2 separate regions of the Mus musculus genome follow, and region 2 is linked to region 1. Evidence: chromatin contacts called from public promoter capture Hi-C data. All regions are on one chromosome and are shown on one strand. Each heading gives the region's core, a stretch centred on a gene start, on an enhancer-like site or on the middle of the called end of the contact. The rest is flanking DNA. Distances are from core to core; before and after follow the strand shown.

Region 1 (5,835 bases), core at 2,095-4,594:
CATTCTTCTACTCCCAGACCATAAAACAAGTACTCTTATTGCACTCACGTACTTCTGCCCTAATGTACCTCTCTCTGCAGGCTCAGTAGCAATGAGGCCAGTTGATCATGAACTGCAATCTATAAAACTATGAACCAAAATGAACCCTTTTCCTTTATAAGCTGATTTTCTCGGGCATTTGTTAAAGTGACAGAAAACTGACTAGCATGGAGGGGGGCAGGTATGCAGTGAGTGTTGCCCATTGCCACAGTACAAGGCCAAGCACGGAGAGCACGACACGCCAGGCACAGATGGGAATGTTCTGTGCTTTTTAGACAAGAATCAACAAGGACAGAAAAGAAAGAAGAAAGGAAGGAAGGGAGGAAGAGAAAGAAGGGAAGGAGAGAAAACATTGCAACTGTTCCACTATCACACCTGCACCTCAAGCTGCCTGTGTACATGTGTTCACACACATGCACACACACAAACACACACACAGACATACACAAACACACAGACACATACACACACATACACACATTCACACACACATACATACACACTCACACACATACACACACATACATACACAAACACACAGACACACACACTCACACACCCCCACATACATACACATATACGCACACTCAATAAACACACAAACACACAGAGACATAGACACACACACAAACATACACACAAGACATACACACACACACACATACACACATGAGGCCAACCAAGGACCAAGTTCAAGCTGCAGAGCCCTTAGTGTTTGATGTATCGATGTTTGTTAAATATTAACACTCATCATTTGGCAAACAAGATTTCTAAATCAACTAAAGTCACCTAGGGATAAAATGAAGGCTCTAAATTGGCCCCTGGACTCAAAGCTCTGATTTTTCACAGAACTCACTTTCTCCTGAAACAAATATAAAAGGTAAACTAAAATGACCAGTGAGAAAATTAAAGAAGGCTTCAAGACAAGATTCCTTGGCTTCACACTGACATCCTGTAAAGAAAACTAAAAGGAGGGACAGAAATCACTGTAGATGGCTCTAAATGGAGCTGTAGATCTGTGAGAAACGGAGAGAAATTTCCTCAAATAACTAAAACATGAACTATAAGATACTGACATATGTGAGAATAATATTAAAATGTTCTAAGGGAGACTTGAGGCCAGGGGATGATGAGTCTGGGGACAGTCATGAATGCATAGTGAGTTCTCTCAAAAATGAAAAATCCAATTAAATATGCATACATTAAATACATAGAGTAATATTGAGTCTTAAAACATGAAAATTTTCATAGATGATATATGAACTTTAAGGGCAGTATTCAATAAATTAGTAACAAAAGACAAATATATGTTTCTGCTTATGTAAAGTATATAAAAGGTAAATTTATACAAGCAGAAAATAGTCTAGAGATGATTGGATATTTGGGAAAGAAGAAAAATGAGGCATTACTTTCTAATGACTGTCATGATTTTAAAATATAGAAATGGAAGTGGTGATGGCAGTTGTATTAGTCAGCTTCCAGTTACTATAACGAAATATCTGAGATGATTAACTTATAAAGAAAAGAAAGATTTTCTTTCAAGCAGGAACGGTTCCAAACTGAGCCCATTGTTTTGGACCTCTAGTAGGCAAACTGAAGTAGGAGAGGAAGAGAACCAACTGAGCTCCTGTTGACTCTATCAGAGGCATGCCCTCCAGTAATCTAAGGACTTATCAGGTCTCCCGCCCTAAGGGTCAAACACCTCCAAATAGCATCATTCTGGAACTCACCGGTTCAACATGCAAACTTCTGGGGGAAAATCAACATCCAAACTATAGTAAGTTATAGTTTATATATTGATATATAAATATATTTAGTGATGCTAGATTGAACACTTAAAATGACTAGGTGGTAAAATCTATGTTAAACATATTTTACCACAAAGATTTTTTTAAAAGGAAAAATATGAGTGTGCACCAGAATGATCCAACCTGAGAAAGACTTATTTCTATGACCCCCAAAGCTTTGGGGGAGGGAGTAACGGAGTATTATTGTACAGTGTCTCATGTGCCCCAAGCTAGCCTTGAACTCCCAGTGAAGCCGACAGCCCCTTAAATTCCTGATTCCCCTGCCTTTACTTCTTGGGTGCTGGAATTACAAGTATGTCCAACCACTTCTAGCTTGATCTTGACTTTAAGAGAAAGGAATCACACACAAAAGAATCAGAACGGTTTCTAGAAACTGAAACAACCAGGTGACAGATTCTCTCCTAGAAATACACATCCACTGACAGCTTCACTTTAACCTATCGAGATCCTCACCCTTCCTAATGCTGTGACCCTTTAATACAGACTCTCATGTTGTGGTGATATTTCCAAGGGTCTTAGGTGACCCCTGTGAAAGGGTCATTTGACCCCTCCTCCCAAGAGCTTGTAACCCTCACACAAATGTGTATTACTACACTAAAGCCATTCTGGCTCGTTTTAAGCTAGCTGACTTAATACTGAGTCTTTAATCACAAAATAGATGATGCTCTATGACATTCTGAGGGGTACTAGCTCCCCATCACTGAGAGCACCCTGAGAACAGAATTAATCTTTTCTCAGGATTCGGGGACACTTTCCACTTACAGGAAATCCCCCCTCCCACATCAGAAGCTGAGTGCTGAAATTCAGTTGCCAGCTGTAATAAATAAAAATACAGAATTCTATGTTCTGTATTGAAACCAAAACCTGTTTTTGGTTTCAAAACAATGAGTTGCTTCTAAATGTGGACTGGCCATGCGATCTCTGAAACATATTATACGAAAAAAAGAAAAGAAATACCACTTGTATGTCTGAATTGTATATTTAACTGGATTCCTGTGTTTTCTTCAGCAACCCTACCATAGGCCGTACTCAATAAGATCACACAGAAGCCTCGGGTGAGCTTTGCAACGTTTAAAGATTAAATGAAAGACGTGTCCCCTTAAAAGATCCGATTTCCAAATTCTCTTTTCAAAGGTGTCTTTTTGGGCTCTTGACTGACAGAACACCGTTGTCCCTAGCGCGCGGTGTGGCGCGGGAAGACCCCGCGCAGGCGCACTTGCCGGTGAGGGACCTCTGGGGTCTGTGTGGAACAGGCGCGGGAAGACCCCGCGCAGGCGCACACTGCAGCGCGTGTCCCGGCCGCTTCCCGCGCGGAGGCCGAGCACCTGTTACCTCTGGGTGGCCGCCAGCGCCCTCCTCGTCCTCGCTGGGACGCCGCCTGTCCCTTGCACCCCCCTCGCTTGGTCTATTTATAGTGCTTGTCAGCCCAGGCCCATTTCGGGTAGTGTAGTCAGTCAGGCCTGCCCCGCCGCGCCCTCCCGACCCCGCGTGTGCCTAGTCACGGCGCCATGGCGGCGGAGCAGCAGCGAGTAAGTAGGGGCCTAGAGAGGGGACGCCCCCTCGGTCGGCCGGCCGGTGTGGGGTCAGCGGCCGCTCCGGTCTCCCTGCGGCATAATCCATTTGCTAGACCTCCAGGATAATTCCCTTCCCTAAATGACCCGGCTGATTATTTTGCGACCCCGCTAGACTATAAATGCCATCGAGGTAAGGGCTCTCCTGCCTTCCCGGAGCCCATAATAAAGCAGGGTTCGGTTCGTTTAAATTCAATCAGCGCTGAATGTATCCCTGGGCGACTCTCTTAACTTTAAAGCCAGGAATATAATTGCCTTGCATTTTCCCCACATGATTCTTAAGAGGAACTAATGAGCTATAATGCATATTAAAGCACTCGGAAAAAGTATAAGGAACTGGGTGAATGCAAAACATTGCGAGCACACCAAAGGAAAAAGAAGAGAAAGCTTATTTGTCTTTATCATCTCTGTGACTCATTATTGCAAGCCTTATGTACATCTGAGGGTGACTTGTTCGTATTAAACAAATCAGGGAAACGACATCAGCGGGGAAAGTTGAGTGTAATTAGGGTGGTATGCATGTTCAGCCATTTCCTACCGCGCTGGCAAAAGTAGGACTGGGGAAATCTGGTGATGGCAGAAACAACATACAGTAAGAGTGTTAGGTTATAAACCAGGGGTCACAAACTTAAATGGCTGTAAAATCACCCTCAAGAAGAGAAATAGGGAAGGCACCATAAATAATGGCTGACACTTAGGGCTTAGCACGGGTGGGCAGATGTGCCAACTGAGAAGCTGCAGCTGGCTTTTAGGTCACTTGGAAATAAGCCATTGTTGCCATTTTTTTTTTCTATAAATGCGGGAATGTTTCAAGTTTGCTTCAGCTGGCCCTTCCCCAGGAATGAGGCCTCTATCTCAGAGAGCAAATAATGACTGTGAATTAACTTTGAGGGTGGAGGTCAAAAGTAGATGTCATAATGCCACAAATAAAGGGAAGAAAGTCTCCTGGAAGGATTTATAGTTGGACAAGAGGATAATAACTTAAAGCATGGTTTAAGCAAAATCAGAATCTCCAAAGCTAACATATACATGTAAAAACACAAAGAGAGAAGGGCAGATATAGTGACACATGCCTTTAATCCTAGCACACAGGAGACAGAGGCAGGCAAGATTGCTGTGAATCAGAGGCCAGCTAAGGCTACCTAGAAAGACCCTGCCTCAGAAATATTTATTCAGATATAGGAGGGTAAGGTTATTAGGAATGATGTAGAACTAAACAAAGCATTAGTTTGATCAAACAACCATACCAAGAAACTCTTTTTTTTTTAATTTACTCACTTTACATTCCCCTCCCTGTCACCCCTCCCACAATATTTCCCCCCTCCCTCCTCCTTTTATCCACTGAGCAGGTGGGGGCCCTCCTGGGTATCACACACACACACACACACACACACACACACACACACACACACATATCAAGTTTGTGAGGCTAGGCGCATCCTCTCCCACTGGGACCAGACAAGACAACCCAGCTAGAAGAACGTAACTGAGATACAGCAACCACTTTTGGGATAGCTTGGGGATAGACTCTCCCCTCCCCCAACGCTCCTGCTCTTGTCAGATCTCTGAGGCTAAGCAGGATGGGGCCTGGACTGGAGACCAAGCAACTCTTCCATACCAGGTATCAACACAGACACGGAATAGAGAAGTGAATAAAACATGAAGTCCTTTACTTCAGAAAATGTTATCTGCGCTGAATTCTGAAGAACTGGACCGGGGAAGGAGGGTATTCCTAACACAGAGTATTACGTGTACGCATTAGAATTGTTAGCCCTTTGACACTATAAAAAACAATGAGGAGCCAGGTGTGGTGACACACGCCTTTAATCCCAGCACTTGGGAGACAGAGGCAGGCAGATTTCTGAGTTCAAGGCCAGCCTGGTCTACAGAATGAGTTCCAGGACAGCCAGGGCTGTACAGAGAAACCCTGTCTCGAAAAACAAAACAAAACAAAACAAAAAGGCTTTCTTAATAAAACATTTCGCTTTGGAACTGGAAACATTAGAACTGGGACATTATTTTCTGATGTCATAGTTGTTAATATTTCTTAGTTTGTTAACAAAAGTCTGTTGAAGGCAATTTGGGGAAAACTAGATTTTTGGAGCCCTGTCCTTGTTACTTTTCTGCTCTTTAGCTGTTTTTGTTTGATTGGATGGTTGGTTGGTTGTTGGGTTTGTTTGTTTATTTGTTTGTTTTTTCTTTTTGAGACAGGGTTTCTCTGTACTACTGCCCTGGCAGTCCTGGAGCTCACTTTGTAGACCAGGATGGTCTCGAACTCAGAGAGAGTACTAGGATTAAAGACCTGTGCCACTATGTCCAGCTTTTCAGGTCTTTTTTATAAATAAAAATCCAAAGCTTTGATGTTGATCATTTTTACCATAATTATAACCTATTTACTGTACCAAATATTTTTTAAA
Region 2 (5,493 bases), core at 491-2,990, 120 kb before region 1:
TTTAGGTAGGCTGCCCCAAGCCTCAATCCTCCTTTCTCCCACTTTATATAGTGTGCTTTTCAGAGAGACGTCTCTAGCCTCCTCTGCCGCCACGTGTGACCTTAGGATTGCTCGCTGCCAAGGGAATGTGTGTGGAAAGGACAGCAAGGTTTCAAGGTTTTCACATTCCTTGCTTCCGTGTTGCCTGGGGCTTGTTTGTTCTTCTTTACCATGGTTAAGAGGTTAAGAAGTCATTAGGTCACACCATAAGGAATTGTGAGGCAACACAACGGAAGGAAACTAGGTCCTGCGCAAGTGTGTGAGACAGAACTTCAACAGTTCACCTCCAGACTGAGAGAGCCATCAACCACTCACTCGCTGAAGCCACCATGTTGTGAGGTCTTACTACAGTACTAACTTGCCAGCACACTAATGCAAAGCACACTAGTCATTTCCCTCTGGTGTGAACTGGGGTTTAAATCCTGGGTCACTTGCTCCCTAACTCTATGACAATCACAAGTGATTGACCCTCTCTGTTACCTTACACAGGACAGGAGGGTGACAGGAAACACTGCACTGGGAACTCCGAGACAGGAAGTGCAGTGAAGCAGGCAGCCTCAGTGTCCCTGTCGATGGGAAGCCCTGGCCCCCATTTGTTGTTCTTCCTGAGCCAGAGGAAACGGCTTCATGCTGGTCACACGTGGTGAGTGACATGGCTTGCAGCACAGCTGGCCTCATCATCCCTTTATCTGTTCCAGTGCAAACCACCATCACTTCTGGGGGTGGATGCTACCTGCAGATGGGTCTGGGAATCAGTGAGGGCTTGGTTTTACCCTGAGGGGCCTGAGCACTGCGGCTAAGAAAGCCCTGAGAAACTGGAGCTCATCAGACCCTCACTGGCCTCTGATGATGAAGAGGAGAGGTGAGGATAGTCGAGGGAAGAGGAGGGCAGGTGGGGATGGGGAGGCACTGGTACTGAACTTGGAACATGGTTTGTCTTCTGGAATCTTATGTGTATTGTGTAACAGCTTCCTCTGAGATTAAAACACTACATCCTGCAGCAAACGCCTACGGAAGAAGGCAAACAACTCAAGACAGCTTCAGGAAGTCCCTGAAACTGACCAGATTTCACTAGGCTCCTCCCTGTCCAAGAAAGCAATAAAAGCTAGGAGTTCCCCTCAGACTGAAGGGAGTTCTCAGAAGAGGAAAGCAGCAATGATTCTTGAGACCAGACCAGCTGCCTGGAAGAGGCTTAGACCAACTGAGGCACCCAGAAAAAGATACTTTCCAAGCTGCTTGCATGCTGGGCAATGTGCTCCAGGTTCCCAGATCTGTGAGCTGTCACTACACTGGGGTGGGCTTTGGTGAGGAAGCTGCCTTTGAGTCATTTCTGCTCCTGTAAGTCACCTCTCACCCATACTCCTGTAAGTAATCCCAGCAAAACTCATTGGTTCACCAAACTGAACTTCAGTGGTATCTGTGCTTTGGCTTGTCATGAGATCCCCGCCTGGGGTGAGTAAGTGTGTGCCTCCTCAGAAAAAGTTTCGTCACATAGCCCTGTGGGACCTTCATTGCCACAGCGAGGTGCTGACTGAGAGGGTGGACACAGCTCGATGCTGGTGCAGTTAGAGGAAGGAGGGAGAGGATTAGGTTAGCCCTGGTCCCTGGGGTGGGATGACTCAAGCTTAGATGTGGTGCTCCCGGGCTCTGACACAAAACCCGCAGCAAATGCAGCCCTTGACCCCGGGACTGCAGTCATGAGCCAAGACCAGCCTCCTGTTTAATAAGGTTTGCAGCACGCAGGACTGTGGGAGTAGCCCTAGCCTCAGACTACTGTAGTTAACTAAAAAGGGCCAAGTTCAAGTGCAGGCAAGGTTTCCTGAAGCAACTATTGCCTCTTTAAAAGATAGGAAAAAACCCCCATACATATATGATGTATCTTAAGTACAATATATAATACAGCGAACACATTTTTCCTTTCCTTTCCTTTTCTTCTCTCTCTTCTTCTCTTCTCTTCTCTTCTCTTCTCTTCTCTTCTCTTCTCTTCTCTTCTCAGATAGGAAAAAAAACCCCATACATATATGATGTATCTTAAGTACAATATATAATACAGTGAACACATTTTTCCTTTCCTTTCCTTTCCTTTTCTTCTCTCTCTTCTTCTCTTCTCTTCTCTTCTCTTCTCTTCTCTTCTCTTCTCTTCTCTTCTCTTCTCTTCTCGGATAGGAAAAAAAACCCCATACATATATGATGTATATTAAGTACAATATATAATACAGCGAACACATTTTTCCTTTCCTTTCCTTTTCTTCTCTCTTCTCCTTCTCTTCTCTTCTCTTCTCTTCTCTTCTCTTCTCTTCTCTTCTCTTCTCTTCTCTTCTCTTCTCTTCTCTTCTCCTCTCCTCTCCTCTCCTCTCCTCTCCTCTCCTCTCCTCTCCCCTCCCCTCCCCTCTCTTCCCCTCCCCTCTCCTCTCTTCTCCTCTTTTCTTTCTTCCTTTATTACATTTTTTAAAGACAGAGTTTCTCTGTGTAGCCCTGTGTAGTCCTGAAACTCAATCTGTAGACCAGGCTGGTTTCTTAGAGATCTGCCTGCTTCTGCCTACTGAGTGCTGGGATTAAGGGTGTGTGCCACCACCACCCAGCAAAAGCATTTTCCAATTATATATAAATATATTTATTTTCCTAGAGGAAGAGAAGCCTCGGGCAGTGACCAGAGGGCTGCTTTGGCCACAACTGTGACCTGACACAATGACCAGGAGGACCCATGCGTGTCACCAGCCTGAGGGCTGGGGGTGTGGCTCCGGGGTAGAGACTTTGCCTAGCGTGATGAGGCCCTGGCTTCTGTGCTTATGACTGAAAGAGGGGAGGAAAGAGCCACTGAGAACTTTGATCGGGAACCGGCTTAGGCTCTGAGGCCGCGTTTGAGTGCGATAAGGATCTTACTGTGTGGAATGCTGGACAGAGTGAGAAGGGTGTTAGCAAGCTGAATGTCCTGGGGTACAAGGACATCGTGTCCTGTCCCCCAGAACCAGAACTGCTTCCTAGAGTAGCAGAGACACAGATGGTGCCAAGACACAGAAGTGAGTTCTGCTGTCCTGTGACAGTGGCTGGATGTGACCTTTCAAACAGTGATGGGCCAGAAGCGCTAGCAGAGAGGATATAAATGCAGTTCCTCACAAGGAGATTACAAATGTCCCCACCTTGCTTTGAACACTATACAACATATACATGTGTCACAAGACATCCCACAAATATTATCATTTTCATTTTCTTAATGTCTTAAAACTTAGAAAAATAGAAACGGCAAAAAAGAATTGAAGAGATACAGCCGTGTGTCATTTTATATAAGATGGTCTGAGACAGACCACGGACACGATGGTGTCCATAAGATGACCTCACTCGGTCCTGCCATAGCCATTTCTCTTGTGTGTAAGTACCCATGACATCTGCAGGATGAAACCAACAAACATGTTCCCTCGGCTAGGCACCACATGAAGTTACCAGGTCTGAGAGTTTGATCAGAGACATGTCTCTCCCTCCAGGGTCTAACTAGTTACTGCCAGTAGAATGCAAAGGGCAGTGAACAGCAGAGAGTGCTGGGGCCCAGGGTGCTATCATATGGAGAGGAAATGACATCCGGGTTCCCTCATTAAGCTTAATTATCCTCTCCACATTTCTTTCCTCCTGTAGTCTCTGAGAGGTGCCGAAAACACGTCAGTCCCACTGAAGGGAGATTGGTAATTGCCTTCCATAAACCAGGTTAGGAACTTCTTTAGAAATGATTACTCTTCCAACACCAGGCACGTGCACGTGTCTCCTGTCTCAAACCCACTCGGTATGTTTGGGGGATGCAACTTCTGGGAGTGGCCTGTTTCCACAGAGAGTGGCTCTGTACGGATGGAGCTGGGCGACCAGACCCCTCATTAGCATGTGGAATCTCTTCAGAGGGCTCACCAGGGCCCTGGCTGGCTCCAGAAAGGATCCGATGCCAAAGGGCTCCTCGGAGCCGCATCCAGATCAATATTGGGAACTGGCCTTCTGGGAAATCACTAATGGGCTGTGGGAAACCACGTGGTGCATTAATGAAGAGCTTCACAGCTGTCCTAGGATCTCGGGAAAGGATAGCCAGAGGCCAGGTGTTGGTGGGACCCACCAGCTCCCAGGCCCTTACAGCTCCTTCCCAAGCCAGCCTTCTTTCTGCTGCACGGTGGCAGGAGAGGGGCTGCCCTCTCTCCTCTTCTAAAGGTAGCTGCCCATCTCCAGGCTTGGAACAAGGGGTGCCCTGGGTTGGCTCTACCTCATTCTCCTCAGACACCAGCCAGCCTGGCAGCAAGCCAGCCCTGTTACATACTACACAGGAAGAGAACAACACACTCACACGGAAGGCAGCTTTTGAACGGAGAGAGCTGTATGAAGCAAAACAGAATCTGGACCAGGGGCTTAATTCTTTGGGGGGCGCCACTTTGTCTAACCCATATGACGAATCCATGCTCACAGAACACCATCTCTCGGCCTACATGATGCCTGCAGCGGGCTGTATTTTGGTGTGACATTCAATGATATTGTAGTACAGCAGGGGCATGTTGTTTAGGGCCAGATTCACCTCATGCTTAGCCTCTTGGAGAGAGGGCATTAGGCGGGTGTGAACCCCCAGGATGTGAGGCTTAGGGGGGGGTCTCACGCAAGTCCCTGTACAGAGCTGAAAGCCAGCTCCATGGCTTCCTTTGTTCCCGTGGTCACTTATTTACGGCAACCTTCCTTCTCACATCCTGCATTAGAATGTAGTTTATTTTCAAGATTTATTTTTAGTAATTTAAACTACATACATATGTGGGGGTAGAGGACATGAGATCCCCTGACGATGAAGTCACAGATAGTTGTATACGGTCCCTTATGGGTGCTTGGGATTGGAACTCTGTCCTGCAAGTGCCCCTAACACTAAGACATCTCTCTAGCCCTATTATTTCTTTGAAAAATAGATTTAAAGAGCAAAAGGGGAGAGAGAAAAAATATATAAATAAGCGAAGAAGAAAAGCACAGAGTTCGAAACAGCTACCACAAGAATCGCAAACAGGCAGGTGAGTGCAGAGGTCAGAGCAATGTCCACGTGGAACCATGTGATACAATGCTGGAGCTAAGTGGCTGGAAGGGAGTCAAGCCTCCAAAGTGACCTTAGCCGGACAAGGAGCCAGAAAGCATCATTGCCAATGGACTTCAAGACCTGCAACATCCCAGGGCCTGGCTCAGCTCTGGCCAGCAGGTTCCTATCCAGAGCTCAAATGTCACTTCTGCTCAAAGCTCACCTGGCTACCACAGTGGCTACCACAGTGGCCAGCTGGCCCTCTCTCCCTCTGCTCACTGACCCCTGTCTCAGGGCACTCTCTCAGTTGCTTGCCAAGTGCCACCTCCCTGGGGGACAGCTCTCTTCTTCTGCAGCAGTCACCTGTGTGTATTTCCATGGGTACATGAGCAAGCCAGGGTCCCCCCACCACCACCACCATCACTGCACCAATG

Evidence for each region. Promoter capture Hi-C pulls out the DNA fragments that hold promoters and counts their contacts.
Region 2: a promoter capture Hi-C map of liver shows a contact between it and region 1. The contact joins the enhancer-like site here to the promoter of Kbtbd12 in region 1. A contact is called at or near these places in 2 of 39 promoter capture datasets (cranial neural crest and liver), 7 of 484 Hi-C or Micro-C datasets (the G1E-ER4 cell line and liver), 6 of 115 datasets of contacts at active chromatin or transcription factors (CD8 T cells, embryonic basal ganglia, embryonic stem cells and 3 more) and 3 of 9 other capture datasets (adipose tissue, liver and pancreatic islet).

What each region holds. Positions count from the first base shown.
Region 1 is chr6:88,624,938-88,630,772 of GRCm38.p6, reverse strand. Kbtbd12 (kelch repeat and BTB (POZ) domain containing 12) reads left to right here and starts at 3,344. Exons shown (of 6, transcript NM_001278671.2): 1 at 3,344-3,376.
Region 2 is chr6:88,742,603-88,748,095 of GRCm38.p6, reverse strand. All of the region lies in intron 2 of Mgll (monoglyceride lipase), which reads right to left. Among named protein-coding and RNA genes, the nearest start is that of Gm26588, 2.8 kb to the right of the region's middle. Within about 2 kb of position 1,740, at least 64 of the 459 cell types and tissues checked have an H3K27ac peak or open chromatin away from gene starts, as enhancers often do. A contact at or near this core is called in liver, where this site is marked.